Regions from separate parts of the Mus musculus genome. Here region 2 is linked to region 1. Evidence: chromatin contacts called from public HiChIP or PLAC-seq data. All regions are on one chromosome and are shown on one strand. Each heading gives the region's core, a stretch centred on a gene start, on an enhancer-like site or on the middle of the called end of the contact. The rest is flanking DNA. Distances are from core to core; before and after follow the strand shown. Region 1 has its middle 4.3 kb from the start of Plau. Region 2 overlaps Gm30212 (a long non-coding RNA gene).

Region 1 (7,787 bases), core at 3,690-6,189:
CTTCCTTAGTGGTTTAATCAGTTCTTCTCCAACCTGTCCCCCTACCTGCCTACGACACTGATTCAGATGTCTGATAGAGGGGTATAAGTCGCAGTTCCTTTACAACAAAAAATACCTACTAACAAAGGCTCCCACATGTCAAATGCTGAGTTCTCCAAATGCCACTAATGCAAGCAGTGAATCAGAAGACAAGAGTGAAGTTTGTCGTCAGGGAGTGTAATACTGTCATCAGAAGGTGAAAGGCAAGGTCAGATTTTATTCAGATTTGCTGTTTGGTTTAAGGTCAATCTTTGAAAGACAATTTTAAAATTTATGGCAAGGGCCAGACTTAATGGTGCACGTCTTTTATCTAAACACTAGGGAGGAAGAGGCAGGTGGATCTCTGCGAGTTCAAGCCCAGACTAATTTACATAGTGAAATCCTCAAAAATAATTATGATTTTTAAAAAAGCAGTAATGGTTACTATGTTAGGATTGTGGGAGCAAAGTCTTGGCACAGCAGCTGCTATGGAAGTGTCAATGGGTCTTTTGAAAAATGCCTATAATGAACAATCCATTTATTTGTCTGGAAAAGAATACAACCAATACAGAGGATCATAGATCAGGACTGAGTGCATACCTCACTGGTATTGTGGTTGCACACAGACACAAATAAGCAATCAAGGGGGGGTGTCTTTTTTTTAAAGATTTATTTATTTTATGTATGCGAGTGCACAGTCCTCTCTTCAGACACACCAGAAAAGAGTACCAGATCCCATTGTAGGTGGTCATGAGCCACCATGTGGCTGCTGGGAATTGAACTCAGGACCTCTGGAAGAGCAGTCAGTGATGTGAACAGTAACATGAACAGTACATTGTAACAGGATAGAAAAAAAAAGCAAGGAATACTCAAACCTCGTTAGTGTGGGCTATCAACATGCAACAACAGTGGGGGTGTCTGCTCTTCCCTTGTAGTAGAGAGGCTGTGGGTCTGAAGGAAAAGATAAAAGGAATGTTTATTTTTCACTGAATACTATTTCACACTGTTTTAAAAACTTTAAACACGTCCTCGTATCAGCCATTCTAAAAAAATAATTACACATTTTATTTTTGGGTGTGAGCCTAGCCATCTCTTCTGTTGCCAATTCCACACTGTAAATGCACTTGTGTTCAGCATTTTACATCATCACGTTAAGACGAAAACAATTATTTATCTAATAATTTATCTAATAAAATAGGCTTATATAAAGACAGGTCATGTATAAATGAGCCCTGAACATCTTGAAGACAAAGCACCCTCCCTCATGCACACACTTGCACACATGCACACATGCACACATGCACACACCCCTCAGGCAAAGTAGGGAGTGCTCAGAAAAGATTCCAAGGGTCAGTCACTGCAACATGTGCCTCAGAGCCAAGGACCAGTGGTCATTTTGATGCTCCTTCCACAGAAGAGGTGCCTGAGCCCGCACCATTCATTAGTGCCCCAGCTTTGCTTTATTTCCATAAGCCTGAGCCTACAACATTTTACTGTCAACCTGGACCTTGGAAAAGAATGCCAGGAGGTAGGAAGGAGGAGGCTGCTTGACTTTACCCCAGCCAGTGGCCCAGAATGCCAACCTCTGGATAGGAAAGTACACATTGAATACCCAGCTTTGGGTAGGCAGGTGACCATCGTTCTTCAGAATACGTTTTCCTTGCGCAGCTGAGCTGCTAGCAACCCACAGGACCACTGAATCAGAGATTCCATAGATCTCAGAGGCAACTTGCTACTTCCTTTAGAAGACTGTGGCCAGTTATGTTTATGTTTAAGAAGCCACTAATTGTAAACAAACGTGATCAAAATGTAAACAGAGGTGTTACAGCCTGAGGATTTACCCCGAAACTCTAGTTTAGTTATTAGGAAATTCCCAGCAGGCTGTCGTGATTCACATGGCCCCCCCAACAGCTCTCATGACTCCGGATTACTTGGCTGGAGGCTGTCATGCTGATTCTTTGAGAGCAAGATGACCTCATTTCCTCCTGGCCAGAGACCGCTATGCAGTGTGATAGCCCTCTTCCTCCTTCTACCGCCACTTCTTCACCTGGATGAACAATCCTCGTGCCTCCAACTCATCACAGAACTGCCTTTCTCCTGGTTAGTCTTTAGACTCTCTGAAATCTCTATTTTTGGTGCAGTCTGTGTTAGACTTTCAACTCTTTGGAGGCAAAGAACAGGTCTTAGATATCTGCCCCTCCCTCATCATTTGCTACATGTCTTAACCACAGAGGTGCTTAATTGTGAGTGAATCAGTGAATGCAGAACAGAGAAAAGTAACAGGGAGCTTTGAAGCTCTCTCTCTCTTTGTGTGTGTGTGTGTGTGTGTGTGTGTGTGTTATACACATTAGTGACTAACTCCAAGTTACCTATAATGAATAGGTGTTGCATTAAGGAAATATATAAATATAAAAGACATAAAGATATAAAAGCACTTCTTCCCTTTGCAGTCTTCTAACCACGAGCAAGTCTAAATTTGAATTCTCTACTTCATGATCACTATGTCTTATGACCATCTGTTGTTGCATGAATCTGCATTTGTGCCTGTCTGAAGGCGGTCTTGTGAACTTGTTTGTCCCTGTGTCTATCCCTATGTGTGTCTGTCTGTTGTGTGAGCTGTGTGTATGAGTGGTGTCTGTCTGTTCTGTCTATGTGTGTTGTATATGTCTCTATGTGTGAATGGTGTTTGTATGTCTTTACTATGTACGTATTTAACAGTACAGAAAGCACCACACGGGGAAGGAATGGATACTTGGCAAAATCTTTAACAGAGTTCAACAAGGAATTAAGTCTCTGCTTCCAACTGACTCCAAATACCAGATAACAAATATTATTGCTTATCAATCAATATCCATAAATAGTTTCGCTCAACCTTTATGGTAGCTTTTAGGAAGTTACTTAACTTCTATTTGCTGTTTTCAACAAATGATTGATATGTGTTATCGGAGTTTGGGCATGAGAAGAGTACATAGCTTAAGGTCACGCTCTGCATTAGCTTAGATTGTAAAAGGTGATTATGTGGGAAGTCCAAGGCAGGTAAGTTTGATTGTTCTCTCTCTCTCTCTCTCTCTCTCTCTCTCTCTCTCTCTCTCTCTCTCTCTCTCTAGTATAGGCTTATATCCTTTTTGTCTGTTATTTCTATCTTATAGATACGTCTTAAAGACATTTTCAGATACATCTTCAATTTCTCTTCCAGTTCAGAGCTGCCCTATGATGTAGACTGGAATTATATTCTCATTCCACAGCCTGCAAGGAAAACATGGTTCATGTGTGCCCATGGCGGCACTTGCATCTAGGTACTCTCTCCTGGGCTCTGGGTCCCACAGTCTCCATAAAGCAGCAGAATGCTGTAAAGAGAGAGGCCCGTTAACTAAGATACTCAGGCAGGTGGTATAAAATATTCCAGCCCAGTGTTTGCCTCAAGTCTTTCTATCTATTCTGGAGACTTCCTTCCAGAAACACATTTTTTTCTTCTTCTTTTTTCTTAGGATGCCCACGCTGTGCATGTTACTGGCTTGCCTGAATTCCAGGAACTTCCCTTGTGGTCTAAACTGGCTGAAGTTTCTGTTGAGAGTGATAAATAAGAAAGCAAATGCATATGATTTCATTATTTTCCTGACTCCAAGTGGCTTTTGTATCTCAGGAGAGCAGACCTCCTGAGTCAGGTGTGCTGACATAGACTAGTGGAGGGGCTCTTTTGTCGGCTCTGTTTATAAAAGGGTAGAGGATACAGGAGTGCAGATGCACACTGAGCAGTGCCTAAACCTAGCCTGGCTTCTTTATCCAGGGAAATGAGCCCCGAAAGCTTTTGTTTTGGTTTAGTTTCTTGTTTGTTTGTTCTGAGTTTTTTGTCTGGCTGGCTGTTTTGTTTGAAATGGGGGTCTCTTTATGTAGCCCTTGATGTCCTGGAACTCTTTACATAGACCAGGCTGGCCTTGGATTCAGAGATCCAGTTAAAGGCATGTGCTACCATGCCCAAAGCAGCTAACCATTGCTTTGAGTTTTTAAGATAGGGTCTTATGTAGCCCAGGCTGACCTTAAACTCACTGTAGTCTGCACTTCCTAAGTGCTAGGATTACAAGCCTGTGCTATCATGCCTATCCTTTAAAGGCTATTTTCTGACTAGCTGGGTCCAAAAGGAATTTCGTGTTGAGTCATGGGATATATTCTTGGGTTGCTATACTAAGAACATTCAGTATGGTATTGTAGTAGAATGACTTTAAACAAGGCACTTAACTCTTTTGACTTTGGTTCTCCCATCTGCAAAATGAAACAGCCCTGGTCCCATTTTGGAGATTGGATGAAGTCATGCCTATGTGGGAAAAGTGTTCATTCATTCATTCATTCATTCATTAGCTATATACATTAAGTAGTGAAAGGACTACTATGTGCCGGTATAGTTCCAGGTGCTAAAAACAGAAAGATGGATTTTGTAAACTGCAATTCCTATCTAAAGTGCTTCCCTCCTTTGCTTGTCCATTTTGGTCCAAAAAACCAGGTCATGCTGGAATATGCTGCAGGATTCCAGTTAAGTGGGGATGCTGTGTCCTTGGCCCACAGTTCCTACCAACTGGGCAGCTGGGAAAGACAGCTGCATGTGTTGCTCGCCCCCGCACTCCTGACTCCCACTCACCCCCCCCCCCTTATCTGTGACTCTTTGCAGTATGAAACTCTTTTTAAACCTCCTTCCTAACATATTGGCAAACAGACTCCAGCAGTTTGGGAAACAGACCATGGAATTGATCATCTTACATCCTTGAGTCTAAGGCCCCCTCCCCTGTCCTACTGTGTGCTTAGTGGTCAAGGTGAAGCTGACTGTGTCTGGGCCTGCAACATGATAGGGGAGGTGGTGGAGCTAGTGGGTCCCTAATGGCCTGTGGACGGGGTGGAGGGAAGCCACATATTTGTGCCCTTACTCATGGAAAGCAAAGCACTCAAGGGCTGAACCCTGAGGTTACATGATGTCGTCAATAACACAGAAACGCACAGGTCAACTTGGCTCGTTTATGTTCGGTCTATGACTCCCTAAACGTCCTTGTTATTTCATGACTCTGATCTGATTTGTAGTTATACTCAAACCAATTATCTCAGACTTCTGCATGAAATTCTTGAGCCTTGGCCAAATTTCTTTTGTCCCTAATTCAAACACAGTAAGGCAGAAATGTATTACCCTACACGAATACTGGGGGGCCAGAGTGGTGGTTCAGTAGTTAAGAACACTTGTTGCTCTTGAAGAGAACCTGGCTTCAATTTTCCAGCATCCGTGTGGTAGTTCACAACTAGCCATAGTTCCACTGCCAAGAGATCCAAAGCCCTCTTCTGACCTCCAGGAACACCAGGAACACTATGCACATACATACATGCATATGCACATACATACATATGCACATACATACATATGCACATACATACATATGCACATACATACATTTGAATGAAATTCTCACACATAAAATAAAATGAATAAATCTAATAAAATTTTTAAATTTTATTTTTATTTTATGTACATTAGTATCTTGACTGCATATATCTCTGTGTAAGGATGTCAGATTCCCTGGAACAGGAGTTACAGACAGTTGTGAGCTGCCATGTGGGTGCTGGGAATTGAACCTGGCTTCTCTGGAAGAACACCCAATGCTCATAACTGCGGAGCCATCTCTCCAGCGCCCTAGTTATAACTTTCCAAACCTCCTGGAATCTGCATCTCTCTCCAGGAAAAGACTCTCCAGTCTCCTGTCCTACAACTACTCACTACTCAGGTCAGCATAACTTAGTGGCAACGGATGCTTAAGAGGAACTAAGGGGGCTGGAGAGATGGCTCAGCAGGTAAGAGCACCCAACTGCTCTTCCGAAGGTCCTGAGTTCAAATCCCAGCAACCACATGGTGGCTCACAACCATCCCTAACGAGATCTGACTCCCTCTTCTGGTGTGTCTGAAGACAGCTACAGTGTACTTACATATAATAAATAAATAAATCTTTAAAAAAAATAGAACTTAAAAAAAAAAAAGAGGAAACTAAGGACGTACTCTAGAGAAAAGGCTCAAAGAGGAAATGAGAAACTGCTGGGTTGGCTGAAAACTGTCAAGAAGTCAGTCTTACTTAGGGAAATGTGTTCAGCTATGAGCTGAACTGCTAGGCAGTCTTGTTCTGAAGAAAATCAGGATAACATCTGTAGCCTATATGATGTATGTTTTCATGGCTCTCTCAAACTAGATTCTGTATGTGGTCATTTACTTAAGGAAAATGAAAGCATCCCCCTTCATGACACCGATGGAGGAGCAGCTAATAAAAGGAAGTGAATCACCAGAGGTCATTCACTGACAATGAGATTCATAACTTGCAGATTTTGAGGAACCTCATGACACATTTCCACCCTCTCTCCTATTCCGGCTCCTCACCTCCTTCCTTCCTTCCTTCCTTTCTCCCTGTCCACCCTCAATGCCTTTGTCTGCCCTGTCCACCTGCAGAAAATGCTCCGTTTCCCCATGCAGTTATGGACATCAATCAGACAAACCTCTGAGGAAGGTTTGGGAGAATGCATGGACACCTGTGCAAACAGAAAGAGTGTGTGTATGTGTGCACACGCGCGCGCGCACACACACACACAGAGCAGGGACCCGGGGAAACAGGGGCACAGTTGAGAGGAACAGGATGTGGATAATTGCATGGGCAGACTGTTCCTTCCTTACTCTGGGGGCAGTGATTATGGCAGTGTGGCAGAAACAAGAAAAAAGAAGGCGAAGGCCCGTGTTTTTCAAGGGGATTTTATAATCTGTCCCGGTTAAAGGGATAACAAAGCCAGGTACAGTGACCCAAAAATCCAACACCAGCCTGGATAACATTACAAAAAAATTAAAATGTAAAAGATAGCTAATAAATAAAGTTAATTGTATGATATTTGCTTTTAAAGCCTTAACAGTATAACTGGACTGTGACGGCTCACATCTTTAATCTAAGCACTCAGGAGGCAGAGGCAGGCAGAACTCTGAGTTTGAGGTCAGTCTGATGTACAGAGTAAGTTCCAAGACAGCCAGAACTACACAGAAAATCCTATCTTGAAAAGAGAAAAAGATAAACAACAGCAATAAAACAACAAAATCCTTAACAGTGTTCTTTAAAGAAAGAACTATCAATGTGATCATCTTATAGTTAAAACTGAGAAACACAAGTTCGAACAAGTTCCCAAGGCCACACTGTAGATAAACAATAGAGCCGGTGCCCCCATTCAGACTTGGCTAATTATAGGGCTTGGGAAACACTAAGACAGTGTCCTAGTCAGTCTGTAGTAAGTCTGACTCGTTAGGGCAGGTATTTGTCCTTATATGGGGGGAACATCCTGCTTTTTGTGGTTGTTTGGTTTTGTTCGGCTCATGTAGCCCAGTTGTGACCCAGAACTTGTTATGTAGCTGAGGATGGTTTTGAACTCCTGATTCTGCATCTACCTCCACAGATGCTAGGATTACAGGTGTTCAGCAGCAGGCCCAGTCCATGCAATTTTTACTTCAAACCCATGATGGCACCCAGGAAAGTCCCAGATGTCAGCGTCCCGTCTGCTTTGGTTCCTGCTGTTCAGTAGAGACAGGCTTTGATGAACATGTTCTTCCTTTTGTTTAATATAAGCAGCCACAGATGTGTCTTCTGGGTCTAGGCAGAAACAGGTCACTGGATCCTGTGGCTGTACTTTCATACATGTGTAGATTTCTGAACCATCTTTCCTAATCTCCCTCTCTCATGAGGTCTTCTTAACCATGTTTACATCTGAGGATG
Region 2 (7,787 bases), core at 1,604-4,103, 72 kb before region 1:
AGACCACATATCAGATCTTCTACATCTCAGATATTTATACTACAACTCATAGCAATAGCAAAATTACAGTAAAGTAGCAATGAAATAATTTTATGGTTGGGGGGTCACCACAACATAAGGAACTATAATAAAGTGTCAGAACATCAGGAAGGCTGAGGACCATTGATCTACAGCCTTGAACATGATACGCCCAGGTAGCAAGGTGTCTCCCTCATCTTATTAGTGTGTTGACTAATACATTTCTTATTCACTTGGCACTATCTTTTTCCTTCCCTTTCTTAAAAGAAAGGAGCAATCTCACTGCGCAGCCCACACTGAAATCAGCTTTGAAATCCTCAGCCTCAGCCTCTTTTCCAGCTAGAATTACAGGCAGGCGTCACACCAAGCACGAAACGATCCTTTGTTTTGTTGTTTTTGATAAAGGGTCTCTTTTGAAGACCTGACTTGTCTCCAACTAGCTATCTAACTGAGTCTGTCCTTGGACTCCTGGTACGTCTGTCCCATTTCCCAAGTGCTGAAGTTAGAGGTGCGGTCTATCTACCACATACAACTGGCTTCTAATTTCAGAGAACCCAGACTAACATACCTGGCATCAATAGATTCTAAATACTTAATCTTGAAAAATGAAGGAACCAGATGAGGTGGCACATAACTTCTATCCCAGCATTTGCAGGTAGGAACAGATGGAACCCTTTGAATTAGGAGCCAAGACTGTGTAAAGAAACATGTCTTAGAAAGAAAGAAAGAAAGAAAGAGAGAGAGAGAGAGAGAGAGAGAGAGAGAGAGGAAGAAGGGAGGAAGGGAGGAAGGGATGGAGAGAGAGAGAGAGAGAGAGAGAGAGAGAGAAAGTAAGTTGAGCCAGATGTAGACATGGTTGTTTATGCGTACAATGCTAGGAGCTGGGAGGTTTAGGTAGGATTGCTGTGAGTTCAAGGCCAGCCTAGACTACAAAGTGAGTTCAAGCCCAGCCTGAGCTACAGATACCATTTCTCAAAAAAGAAAAAAACACATATTTAAAAGGAAGCAGCCCAAAGTGATGGCTGTGTAGTCCCCCCCCAAATTAGATGAAGCTAACACCTTAACTCTTCTTACAGACTTCAGAGTTCTTTTGTTTTGTTGTTTTGTTTTTGTTTTTGTTGTTTTGTTTTTGTTTTTGTTTTTTTTTAGACAGGGTTTCTCTGTGTAGCCCTAGCTGTCCTGGAACTCACTCTGTAGACCAGGCTGGCCTCGAACTCAGAAATCCGCCTGCCTCTGCCTTCCAAGTGCTGGGATTAAAGGCATGCGCCACCACGACTGGCTGAGTTCTTTTATAAATGACAAATGTAAATAGAACAAAATTAACCTCTACAACAGCAGACAATAATTATCCACATACCATAGCTTAAATCCAAAGGTAAAAACAAGTTTCATTCCAAGGTGGCTAGAAATTATACCCGACTTACATTAACACATTTTAAAATGCAAGACAACTGTATTTGATTTTGTTTACTGTGTTTAATTTTTTCCCCAAGAACAAAGGGTCAGTACTTAAGCAAATATTTGCATGATTTAAAACTGATTGCTCTTCCACTGTAGAGAGCAGTCCATCTTCAACATGTATCAAAACCTACACTTTTTTTTAAGTTTGATTTTTTAATTTTTAATTATATATTGAGGTGGTTTGAATATATTTGGCCCAGGGAGTGGCACTATTAGGAGGTGTAGTCTTGTTGGAGTACCTGTGGCCTTGTTGGAATAGGTGTACCACTGTGGGTATGGTCTTTAAGATCTTCATCCTAGCTGCCTGGAAGCCAGTCTTCTATTTGCCTTTGGAACAAGATGTAGAGTTCTCAGCTCCTCCTACACATGCCTGCTTGGATGCTGCGATGCTCCTGCCTTGATGATAATGGTCTGAACCTCGAAACCTGTAAGCTAGCCCCAATTAATGTTGTCATTGTAAGAGCTGCCATGGTCATGGTGTCTGCTCACAGCAGTAAAGCCCTAACTAAGGCATGTATATATGTGTTAGTTTGGGGGTACATGCATAAGAGTGCAGTCTAGGCAATTGTGAGCTAACCTGAGCTCTGGGAAAAGAACTCAGGTCCTCTGCAAGTATAGTATCCCTTAACCTCTGAGTTCTCTCTCCCTTGCCAAAAGCTTCGATTCTTAGCAGGCAGGAAGTACTTGTAACTTTTTAATGACAATTTATTCTACTTTAACAATCTCAAGATCCCAACAATCCATTGCTCTGACATTGTTTCAACCCCGAGAACAACAATGCCTGTTATTAATTCATACTTTACTGAATAGGAAACTATATGTTAGAGAATTAGCAAATTTATCCAAAGTTACTACACTACATTTAAAATGAAATTAGCTCACAACCTTGAATCTTCCCAAAACTTTCAGAAATCCTACCAAATTCCAGTTTGCTTAGATTTTAATGATGACGTAGGAAAGATACGTCACCCTGTGAGGATGGCTGAAGGCCTTGCTGGGCAGGGATGCTATGGGGGATGAGCTTCGTTCTCCACAAAGCCACAGGACATCTCCATTCTACTTGGCTTCTCCACATCCTTGCTCTGTATGATCTCGTAAGCATAGTGGCCAAATGTCTGAAGTGTTGAAAAGTGCAAAAGCCAAAATTGTCAGCTCAGTTATAGAAATGGAACAGCGTCCTTTCTTTTTTTTTTTTCTGTTGGTAAAACACAACAAAGCAAAAACATGGACATGCTTAAGCATGGGGAAATATATGTAAGATCTTGGGCACCCGGTCATCTAGCTTTCATAGCTGGTTATAAAGCAGTGGCATGCTCAGGGTGCTGACTTGGTACCAGACACTTCAAGGAAACAGAAAGAACAATGACCTGTCATGTTAAAAATGAGTCACAGGATCAGTCTGTGTGGGAGAGGATTACACAAAAGCATGAATAACGTGAGAAATATCAGTGCCGAAAGCCATTTTTGGAAGTTAGCTACCACACTTTACAACTTAGTTACCTGTCTCTTGCCAGAAATATGTGTTAAATGACATGTCTATTCACTCTTTCTCCGTTCCTGTGATTTCAGTACTAGAGATCGACCCCAGGGCCTTGTACACGCCAGGCAGGTACTCTATCCACTGTACCCCAGGGCCTTGTACACGCCAGGCACGTACTCTATCCACTGTAGCCCAGGGCCTTGTACATGCCAGGCAGGTACTCTATCCACTGTAGCCCCAAACCCAGGAAACAGTCTTGAAAGCTAAATGTCCATCAAACAAGATAATCCAAAGCTTTTAAATGTTGTTTTAATTTTTTGTTTTTATTTTATATGTTGTTTAAGACAGATCTAAGCTAGCCCTCAACACTCCCTTTCCTAAACCCCTAGGCGCTGGAGTTCCTTGCTTCCTAATACACCACCCCGCCCCCTTAGACAGGGCTTCTCTATGTGTAGCCCTGGCTATCCTGGAACTCGCTCTGTAGACCAGGCTAGCCTCAGCTCACAGAGATACACCTGACTCTGTAAAGGCATGTGCCACCAATGTCCAGCCCTAAGACAGGGTCTGGTTGTCTTAGAAATGGCTGTGGGTCACTGAACTCTCAATAATCCTCTTCCTTCTGGTCCCCAAGTGCTGGGATTCCAGGTGTAAACCACCTCACCCAGCCTAAAGGTGTTTTTAGAGATGCGCTGCTTACAGCCAGACATTGTAGCACGCACCTGTAATCTTAGTGCTTTCCACATGTAGGAAGAAAGATCAAAAGTTTAAGAACAGCTCAGCTACATAGTAAGTTCCATTCCAGCCTGGGCTATGTGTGACCCTGCCTCAAAACAAACAAAAAGAGAGAGATGTGTCTTTAAAACCAGCATTCAGGTGCCGGGCATGGTGGCGCACGCCTTTAATCCCAGCACTCAGGAGGCAGAGGCAGGCGGATTTCTAAGTTCGAGGCCAGCTCTTGGATTCCAGATTGTAATTTAATTCCTGGTGTCTAGCCATTCCTGGCCTGAGCAAAAGGGACCTTACTCTAGGCACACACCACACTGCACCTGGTTTGTTGAGGTTTTTAAAAATTCTGTTTCTTCATTATAACCTTTTTTCATTATAACCTTGTCACATCTGATTACCTACCCTCATCTATGAAAGCCTTGTTGATGATGTTTTTAAGATTTAAATAGCTGGGTGTGGTGGCGCATGACTTTTATCCCAGAACTCAGGAGGCAGAGGTAGGTGGATTTCTGAGTTCAAGGCCAGCCTGGTCTACAGAGTGAGTTCCAGGACAGCCAGGGCTGCACAGAGAAACCCTGTCTCAAAAAAAACAAAACAAAACAAACAAACAAACAAAAATATTTATATAATTGACAAAAATAGCCAGGCAGTGTTGGCACATGCTTTTAATCCCAGCACTTGGGAGGCAGAGGCAGGTGGATTTCTGAGTTCGAGGCCAGCCTGGTCTACTGAGTGAGTTCCAGGACAGCCAGGGCTACACAGTAAGACCCTGTCTGGAAAAAACAAAACAAAAAACTTGACAAGAATAATCAAAGGGACTTTGAGTATGCCCCTTCACTGTCATGAACTATAAAATCTTAGCAGCTCATCCAGATATAATTTACATGGCATGAAATCACATGTGTGAAGTATGAGCATTTCCTTTATTTCATGGTCAGTGACTTATGTTTACAGAAGTCTTGCGACTATTACCCCATTCATACTTAGAATATTCCATAACCCAAAAGAGAGGACTCCTCTGCATCTGCCATCTTCCCAGTCTATCCCTCCACACCCGTCCTAGACACCGCCTACTCCTCCTTTCCCCAGAGATCCATCTGTTTTAGTTTCTGTCTTCTTTCTGATTTCAGCTACCTCATGCTGGATAACAGGCATTCATCACCAGGCCCAAGTTATGTGAACCTTGGGTTCCAACCACAGCTCTGTGCATGCTGGGACTCTATTAGCTAGCTGTATCCCCAGCCCTATAATGTTTGTCTGTATGTACTTGCCTATTCTGGATAATCTTTATAAATAAAATCAGATATTTATGTTTTTTTACTTAGCAGATGTTTTCAAGGTTTATCCATGTTACAGGTATACCTGTACCATGTTTGTTTCATGGCCAAATAACAGCCTATTGTTACTATACCACATTTTCTCTATCAATCCCCAGGTAGTGCTCTAGGGGCTTATGAATAATTTTGCAATGAACACACATGTACATGGTTTTTACATAGATATGTGTTTTCAATTCATGGGTCCATGAACTGATGAAAAGTCACTGATTATTTTCCAAGGGTGGATTTTATCTTTCATAGAAAATTACAAAATAACTATTAAATGCAGATGAGAACTAGAGAAGCAAGGGCTACACTAGGATGTAAATGCAAGGGATTTCAGAGTGTGTCTGCGTGGTTTCTATACTTCAAGATGGGGCCGGGCGATAGTGGCACCCGCCTTTGATCCCAGCACTTGGGAGGCAGAGGCAGGCGGGTTTCTGAGTTCGAGGCCAGCCTGTTCTACAAAGTGAGTTCCAAGACAGCCAGGGCTACACAGAGAAACCTTGTCTCAGGGGAAAAAAAAAGATGGGTTTGCCTAAGGCAATTAATTTAACTTCGAGTGTTCATTTCCTCAACTATATAGTGGAAAAATATATATATTAAAAAATAAGGTTCTTGTAAGGATCGAAACAAATAGCTCTAAACTCAGTGTCAACTACATTGTAAATGTCCGTTATTAGTAGCAATTATTTTAAATAACTTCTATGCTGTTGTGTTTTTTTTTTTTAATAAACCTGCATTGCTTTTCAAAATTCTACAGCTTCAGCTTTCTAAGTGTTAGAATTTTAGGCTTGGATCCCAAGTTCACCTAAATGCATTCTTCCATTACCAATATTGCCTAAACCTGAAAGATGCCATTTGAACCTGCTTCCTGGTTGTCTGCTTTAGATTAATTGAGAACATAAAGATTGCAGACTGAAAGCTTGAATTGTGCTTTGGTAATTTTTCTCAACTTTACTAAAGAAGAGGGAGTGTGTATTGAGAATACAGATTCATGAGATAGGAACTGTGCAGACAGCACGTGGGTAATGTACTGGCTGCACCATCATGAAGACCTGAATTCGAATTCTAAGCACCCAAATAAAAGACTGATGTGCCTGTAACCACACTGGGGAGGCAAAGACAGCAAGTCGCTGGGACTCACACTGGCCACTCAGTCTAGCCCAAAAAGCAGCTCTATGTTCAGTAAGAGATGCTGTCTCAAAATATAAGATGGAGAGCGGGTGAGGTGGTGCACACCTTTAATCCCAGCACTCGAGAGGCAGAGGCAGCTGGATCTCTGACTTCAAGACCAGACTGGTCTACAAAGTGAGACCAGGACAGCCAGGGCTTTGTTACACAGGGAAACCCTGTCTTGGAAAGCAATGCAAAGCAAACAACAGAAAGATGGAGGGCCAGTGGGGATGGTTCAGCAGGCAACGATGCTTGCCACCAGCCTGATGACCTAAATTCTATCCCCAGCAGCTACATGGTAGGAGAGAGTAGACTCCTGCAAGTTGTCCTCTGACCTCCACAGGTGTACAAATTCACACCCAGACACGTTCATTCACACAGTAAATAAATAAGTTGATGATTGAGATAGAGGAAGATACCTCCACATGCCCACACCTGTGCACACACATGCATAAAACACACACACACACACACACACACACACACACACACACATCATGAAATAGTGCTACTATTCTTATTGAATTTGATCCTGGTGTATAGAGTTTCGATTTGTAATCATTTGATTCATGTTTCATTTTGTTTTTACTTTAGACTGGTGTGACAGTAGTAAGTGCTCAGTAAAAACCACCTTTTGCATTCTGATCTTCTCCTGGACTAAGGATATAAGATATGATACTGCTTTGTGTTGTTAGGCCACAGGTATCAATAAGCTACACCCCATGAGGGAAACGTCTATAATGAACCTTTTGTTTATTGATAATGTTTGTTCAGTTAAGTGTACTAAATGTATCCTTGGCTTTTTTATTCTCAATTTATGATCTTTAAAAAGAGAATCTATAGTAATATTGAAATTTACAATCCAGAAACTGTGATCTCTCCCACTCTTCATTCCACGTAGGGACCCAATTCAGGAGCTTATAAATGCTAGGCAAATCTTCTGCCACTGAGCTATACTCAACACCCCAAGAATCGCTTGTACTTTCCCACTGGTGTTTGAAGCAAAACAATTCTTTGTTGCTTTTTTTTTTATGTTTACTTCTTCTTGTTTTAGTGCTAAAACCAATCTGTTAATCTCACATTTTATCAAAGATTTTGTCTTCTTTCTCCCTATAGCTGATTTGGCAATGCATTTTAATTCTTTGTCTATGTAATTTATTATTACATCTTTTATCTGATGACTCTCATCTTAAATATTCATCTAGTAAGGCTTGTTCTATTTATAGGCCTTCAAGAGAAAGTTTGTTTTTAAGAAGAAACAGCAGAAATGCTGGAATTAACTGTTAATATGCACCCTAAGCATTTTCTGGTCTGTTTTTTATTGGTGAACACAGATTTCTGGCCAGATGGGGAGGGATGCAGTGATGAGCTTGTGAGGCCCTTGCTCCGGCTTCTCCCATCTATTCTTTTTGGTTTTTTGGTTTTTTTTTTTGTATTTGTTTTGTTTTTTGTTTTGTTTTTCGAGACAGGGTTTCTCTGTATAGCTCTGGATGTCCTGGAACTCACTCTGTAGACCAGGCTGGCCTCAAACTCAGAAATCCTCCTGCCTCTGCCTCCTGAGTGCTGGGATTAAAGACGTGTGTGCCACCACGCCCAGCTGTCTCCCA

The links. HiChIP or PLAC-seq counts read pairs in DNA pulled down with a chosen protein or histone mark.
Region 2: a contact with region 1 is called in a CTCF HiChIP or PLAC-seq map of the NIH/3T3 cell line, with 9 read pairs. The contact joins two enhancer-like sites. A contact is called at or near these places in 11 of 39 promoter capture datasets (the 3T3-L1 cell line, cranial neural crest, embryonic stem cells and 6 more), 2 of 15 datasets of contacts at CTCF or cohesin (CD8 T cells and the NIH/3T3 cell line), 3 of 115 datasets of contacts at active chromatin or transcription factors (epiblast stem cells, microglia and pancreatic cancer cells) and 1 of 9 other capture datasets (adipose tissue).

Annotation. Positions count from the first base shown.
Region 1 is chr14:20,828,508-20,836,294 of GRCm38.p6, reverse strand. No RefSeq gene overlaps it. Among named protein-coding and RNA genes, the nearest start is that of Plau, 4.3 kb to the left of the region's middle. Within about 2 kb of position 4,939, at least 89 of the 459 cell types and tissues checked have an H3K27ac peak or open chromatin away from gene starts, as enhancers often do. A contact at or near this core is called in the NIH/3T3 cell line and pancreatic cancer cells, where this site is marked.
Region 2 is chr14:20,898,432-20,906,218 of GRCm38.p6, reverse strand. All of the region lies in intron 2 of Gm30212 (a long non-coding RNA gene), which reads right to left. Among named protein-coding and RNA genes, the nearest start is that of Gm30212, 14 kb to the right of the region's middle. Within about 2 kb of position 2,853, at least 17 of the 459 cell types and tissues checked have an H3K27ac peak or open chromatin away from gene starts, as enhancers often do. A contact at or near this core is called in the NIH/3T3 cell line and pancreatic cancer cells, where this site is marked.